Regions from separate parts of the Mus musculus genome. Here region 2 is linked to region 1. Evidence: chromatin contacts called from public Hi-C data. All regions are on one chromosome and are shown on one strand. The core of a region is the stretch at or near the end of the contact, and the rest is flanking DNA. Distances in the headings are between cores, read along the strand shown. Region 1 has its middle 15 kb from the start of Avpr1b. Region 2 overlaps Nucks1 (nuclear casein kinase and cyclin-dependent kinase substrate 1).

The links. A called contact is a pair of places that touch in the nucleus more often than the background predicts.
Region 2: a Hi-C map of liver shows a contact between it and region 1, with 2.5 times the contacts expected there. The contact joins two enhancer-like sites. A contact is called at or near these places in 1 of 484 Hi-C or Micro-C datasets (liver), 1 of 115 datasets of contacts at active chromatin or transcription factors (trophoblast stem cells) and 1 of 9 other capture datasets (adipose tissue).

Annotation. Positions count from the first base shown.
Region 1 is chr1:131,612,080-131,615,274 of GRCm38.p6, forward strand. No RefSeq gene overlaps it. Among named protein-coding and RNA genes, the nearest start is that of Avpr1b, 15 kb to the left of the region's middle. Within about 2 kb of position 1,547, at least 53 of the 459 cell types and tissues checked have an H3K27ac peak or open chromatin away from gene starts, as enhancers often do. A contact at or near this core is called in liver, where this site is marked.
Region 2 is chr1:131,916,334-131,919,528 of GRCm38.p6, forward strand. It overlaps Nucks1 (nuclear casein kinase and cyclin-dependent kinase substrate 1), which reads left to right. Exons shown (of 7, transcript NM_175294.3): 2 at 2,672-2,721. Among named protein-coding and RNA genes, the nearest start is that of Nucks1, 7.5 kb to the left of the region's middle. Within about 2 kb of position 1,493, at least 20 of the 459 cell types and tissues checked have an H3K27ac peak or open chromatin away from gene starts, as enhancers often do. A contact at or near this core is called in liver, where this site is marked.

The sequences.
Region 1 (3,195 bases), core at 297-2,796:
AGGGAGCCTACTTAGGATTCCTAGGACTGAGCAGAACTTCTAACTCTGGAGTACTAGAGAACTGGAGAACAGCAAACAGAAACAGGGCGGGGGGTGGGGGGTGTCAGTGCTAAAGGTGCAAGGCAGGAGGTGGTCACCTCCCCTTTCTCTGTCCTGTGTCTTCTGTTGCCAAGGCAGTCCCATGCATCTAACCACCTCTCTTCTGCCTTGTATGGAGTACAAGCATGTGGGATCTGTGGGATGGGAAGGGAACCAAAGCCATTTCTGAGCCCTAACCCCAGGATAAACTGAGTCATGCTGCTCTGTGTGGGAGATATGGATATATGTGGACACACACACATGCATATCCTGTGGATTGTAAAGTTCATTACTCCAGTACCTTAAAATCTACACAGGAAGTCTGAGCCTGCATCCACAGACTCAGCTCCCCAGCAGACTAAGGCTGGAGGCTTCTAAATGCAAGAGCTGCCTCCCGTGCTACAAGGCAAATTCAAGACCAGATTGGATGTTTTAGCAAGACCCTGTCTAAAAAGAAAAAAAGAAGAAAAAAAAAGAAAAGAGCTGGAGGCATAGCTCAGTGCAGAGCAATCCCTTATCAAGCAAACCAAATCCTAGGTTTAACCCCTGACCCTAGTGTTGCAAAAGTAAACAAACCCCAAATGGGTGTAGTGGTAGAACCTGCTTTCAGAAAAACAGTCAGTCAGTGCAGTCTCTCGTGGAAGGGACAGCTGGGGCCCAGATCCCTAAACAAGTACATTCTCCTTGTGCAAGTCACAAGAGAAAGTGCTAGCTCACATAGTGAGAGCCTGCCTTCTAAAATGAAACCAGAAACGGCAGCCCAGGCACGACTAGAACACCAGGTACAGGCAGCCCAGGCAGGAATAGAACACCAGGTACAGGGAGGGAAGAATGGATACGGGTATGTGGGAAGCTGAGCAGGTAATTGTGGAGATTCCTTGGGATGGATTTTTAAGTTATTAAAACCAGCTATTGATTTTCCAGGTGGCTATCTTGTGTTTTGTATGTAAATATGTCTTTGGTCTACCAAGTGACTATTAACACAGCCCAGGCTGCCACAGTTCTCTTCTGGGTCCAGAACCTCAAAGTCCTGGTTGAAATGAACCAATATGACTCTTTAATACCTAGGGTCATTCTGGCCATATTTATTTCTTATGAGCACTGACAATGGGCTTCACAATATACAATTAAAACATGATTTTTTTTTTTTCTAAGCAAGCAGCTCACTGACAAAGTACTGAAGGTAGCCAGGCGGTGGTGGCTCACCCTTTAATCCCAGAACTCAGGAGGCAGAAGCAAGCAGATCTCTGTGAATTCCGGGCCAGCCTGATCTACAGAGCGAGTTCCAGGACAGCCTGGATTACATAGAGAAACGCTGTCTCAAAAAAAAAAAAAAAAAGTCATGAAGGTACCAGGTCTGCAACCACAAGGTGGCAGTGTGGAGCCAGAGTAGCAGGTCCTGAGTGTTGTGTATGTCACCTCCCCACTCCCACACCCAAGCTGGGCTGGGCTGGGCTGGGCTAGGTGCCTAGCCTTACAGTAACTAACTAGATACACTGTGCTCCATTGATATTCCTGGGAGGCCTGTTCTTTTCTGAAGGGCAGTGGATCTGCATGAAAGCGTAGGTGTGTGTTTGGGGAACTGGGAGGAGTAGAGGGAGGGGAAACTGCGGTCCGGATATATTGCATGAGAGGTGAGTATACATGCGCGTGCACGCGCGTGCGCGAGCGAAGGAAAAAAAGAAAAAAAAGAAAAAAAAGAATCAGGTTGGGTTGAAGTCGGGCGATGGTAACATGAGCCCCTAATCCCAGCACTGAGGATGCAGAGGCAGACAAGTTTGAGACCAGCCTGGTCTACAGCCAGGGCTACACAGAGAAACCCTCTCCCAAAATACCATTTAAAAAAAGCAAATAAATAATAATAAGTAAATAAATCAGGTTAAAGCTCCTACTCAGCACCTCACCCCTACTCAGGACAGCCTGAGGCAACTATGAATCCCAGCTGGGTTGGGGGACTGGGAAAGACAGCCTTAAGAGTGTTGGCTTCTCATTGACTTCCTTCTACAGGTCACAAGGTGCATCTGACAAAGACAACATCTAAGAGACTTCTGTTGCTGTGGAAGGGTTACGCGTGGGGAATGTGCTGGAAAAACCGGAGACACATGCAGGACTGTTGGAGGGAGGGAGGGGTCCGGGGACTCCAAAACCAGATGAGGCAGGGTCAGTTTACTGCCTCTCTCTGATCTCGCGGAACCCTGAAATCTATATTGATCCAAGGAGCAGATCCACTAAACACACCTCTCACCCGGTGCGTCCAGCTCACTAGTGGCATGGTGGTGGAATCCTGCTGTAGCTCTGAGGTAGCATTTGCACGCTTGCTCCTTCAGAACAAGCCTTGTTCGACCCCCCCCCCCCCAGATAAGGTGGGCCTTGTTTGCTGACGTTTGTCTTTCCAGACACACAATCAACTGGCTGCTAAAGCACATCCATTTTTCTACATCTTATTATCACACAAGTTGGGGAAATTTTTATCCAGTGCTTCCCCCAGCGGAGGAGACCAAGGGGAACAGCATGATAGCTCCCCAAGGGAACGGATCCTCTAAGTTCATGGGACCATCACAAACAAAAGCTTTTTGATTGCTGGTGGGGTGGCATCTGGTGACTGGAGTTTACAGTCATTCTCTGTGGTCTACAGCCTCGCTTTCCTTGGTGTCAGTTACAGCCAACTGGAGCTGAGAACATTAACCAAAATAGGTACACAAGCTCAACGGTGTGATGAAATCTTGTCCCATCCCACTCCCTCCTGGCTCGGACATGGACATTGTCCAGCAAAGTCCTGGCAGAGGTGCTACCTGTCCATCAGTCAATTAGCTACACTGATTATCAGACTGATTATAACAGAGTGACGTGCATCAAAGAAGAGATATAGCTTTATTATTCTTGTTTCATTTTATCATTGCTATCATTTATCATTGCCATCTTTAACCTGTTGGGCCATCTTGTTTGTCCTATTTTATTTTCTTATTATTTTGTGGGGCTGTGAGTATATTGTTATGGCCACTCTTTTCCATGCCTGCCAGCTATTTTCATATTGTTGCTATAATTGGCTGTGCCAGTCGTTGACACAGAGAAGTGACTTGGCTCAAGGACATGCCGACCACATACCCTGTTTTGTTT
Region 2 (3,195 bases), core at 243-2,742, 300 kb after region 1:
AGAAGTTATAATGCAGAGACTGTCTCTGGAAAGTAAAGCCAACCAACAAAACATAGGATTTACTTAGAAGGAAAAAATGAGGTTAGCAAAATGTTAAGGGATACCCTGAAGAAGAAAAGATAAGAGTTAAACATGGTAATGGCAGTAGGTAGAACATGTGAACTAGTCAGTAGAAAGTGCAGATTTGGACTCCCTATGAAGAACCACTTAATGAGTGAAATTTTCTTATTGTAAGCTACCGTGGAGATCATAAATGGTTCTTAATTCTCTTTTGGGATTATGTTGACAAGATTCCAAGGTTGAATAAGATTATATAGAATTCAGTGAATCTGCTGAAAATCACCACATGCCTCCCTATCACTATTAAAATCTAGTAATAATTTGGTTTTGTTTGTTTGTTTTTTAAGACAGCTGTGGCTGACTTCACACACTTACAACAACATAATCCTGATGTTTCCTCCACCCAGAAACTGAGACATTCATGTTTCCTTATGTTGGAGATTTTCTTTCTGGTACAAAGTTTTTAGACTTGTTAGGATGGAACTCCCATTGACTTAAATGATGAAAATTGTTGTAATCCAATTGATGGCTCTGAAATACTGTTTGGGACTAAAGGAGTCCTTCAGTGGTTAAGAGCACTTCAATGACTGAGGTTCATTTCCCAGTACCTACATGGTAGTGGCTCACATAACTCCATAACTCCAGTTTCAGGAAATCTTGTTTCCCTCTTCTGAACTCTGATTAATAAATAAAATGACTAGACTTCTCAACCTAAAAGGAACCTTGAAAATGCCATGAAGCTGGAAATAAATTAACATAAAAGGAAGGAGATAGAAGTAGTAACAACTGTCTTTTATTAGTCATTATTTATCTATCACTCCTTCTCGGGACAATCTTGAGTCATTTTGTTTTAAGATTTATTTTTGCTGGGTGTGGTAGCACATGTTTTAAATCCAGAGGCAAGCAGGTCTCTGAGTTCAAGCTGGCCAAGACTATATAGTGAGACCCTGTCTCAACTAAATACATAGATATGTATAGCTGATTATGTGTAAGTATGTGCATGTGGAGTCCAGAGGAGTGGGTCAGAGTCTCTAGAGCTAGATTTACAAGAGTTGATGACCACCTGCTGGAAATGGAACTGCCAAGAGCCACATCGACCACCGTGCTTTGTCTCTAGCCCCACAATTGAGTAGTTTGTCTTCCTGATTTTACAGTTGAAAAACCACGGTCTGTGAGGGAAACCCCTTACTGGAGGGCAGGGAACGAGTTTGTGGCAGAGCCGTGGTTCGTTATAGTTTGTCGTCTGTGCTGTGTTGAGATTCTGTATTTGCTCACGTTTCTGGTAGTTATCGTTCAACTGGAGAGTTCGTTTTACTTGGCATTTAAATGGTAGGAGTTTGAGATTAGGGCTTTCTATAGCCCAGCGTATTCCACCTCAGACTCCTGACCTTCTTGGGGGCTGGGATGACAGGTGTGTGTCACCATTTCTGGCTCCCTAGTAAGATTTTGATTAGACTTTTGTTTGTTTTGGCTAGGAATAGATAGAACAGAACGTCTCATGCCCTTGTACTTAAGTAATCCTCTTAAATGTTAAATTTTGATCATAGTAGATTTTCTCAGTTTCCAGTTTCACAAGACCAAGTTCATTAAAAAGGTACTTTTTTTAGCCCTAATACAACAAGAGTCTAAACAGATTTCTTTCAGGTTCCTTATGCGAAATGCTGTATGTGACCTGTGCGCACTCTCCTCCACACTTCAAAATCATCTCCAGATTTCATCATTTTCATAGAACAAAACTGAAGGCAAAATTCCATTGGTTGGGTGTGGTGGTACACATCTGTAATTACAGCAGGAGATCCTGAGTTTAAGTCAGTTTTTGCTACATGTGAGATCCTGTCTCAAAACAAGAAGCAAACAATATTTGGCAACCTTATAACCACTTGTAGTTCCAGATCTGAGACCTTCTTCACTCCATGGGTACCAAAACACATGATGTGCACACATGTACATAGATAACATACACATATGTATAAAATATTTCTTTTGTTTTAAAGCATGCTTTGACTACACCAATAAAAAATTTTTTCTTCTAAGGCTTCATGTTATCATATTTGATTGCATTATAACATAACTATATTATACCTTAGAAAGCTGGTTTTTTGCCTAGCTGTATGTAATCTTGTTTTTTCACACGTAAGTGTTTGTATATATAACAGTAAGAGTAAAATAACAGCCATGCATTGTAGCTCATACCTTTAATCTAGCACTGGGGAGGCAGAGGAAAGAGAATCTGAGTTAGAGGACAGACATGTCTACATAATATATGGGAATGGGATAGTAAAATAATACTTAAAACTTTAGCCTGTGACTGTAATAGTCTATGTATAATGAATGCGCATGGGGAACTTGCCTGGCCTGTTCTGTTTTGGGGAGGGGGGGAAGATAAGGCTTAAGAAGAACAGTGTTTAAGTTGTCACTGGGGTGAGTAATTCTAAGACGGTTTTCTTTGAGTCAGGGTCTACCCACCTCTCTCCCAAGAACTGAATTAAAGGCATACACTATTACACCTGGCCTAAGAACTATTATGTTTATAAAACTAAAATGTGTATTCTGGTGTCTTAGAAGCCATACTTTTTTCTTTTTAATAATCTGAATTTGTCTCTTTTTGCAGAAATAGGAAGGTTGTGGATTACTCTCAGTTTCAGGAATCAGATGATGCAGGTATGTGTGTTTCTGTGTTTCTACAAGGCGCGTGCTGTGCTGGCAGGCTTATGTGCTTTATGGCATGCTTTTAGGAGTCTCTGTTGTTTAAGTTACTCAGGAGTGTGTCAAAGAAAACAAGTGATGGACTTGACCATTTCTCTTTGAGATAAGGTCTGCTATGTGACCTAGGCAGTCCTTGAACTCAAACCTCAGAATTGCTGGATTGCAGGTTCCACTATGCCTGGCCTGTAGCTTTTTCTTGTAAATCATTGAAATAAACACCTGATTTTTTTTTTTTTTAAATCTGGTTTTAGGATCCAAAGGTTAAATGTCCAGTAACTGATGCAGGTTTCTATGTGTAAAATACCCACTGCTAGCTAAACTGGGAATTAAACCCTGGTCATCTGGAAGATGAACCAGCAATCTTAATTTTACTTTATTAAGATAGTATACCCCTTGAGTAGGCTTGCAAGATGTACAGAAGAATTAAAA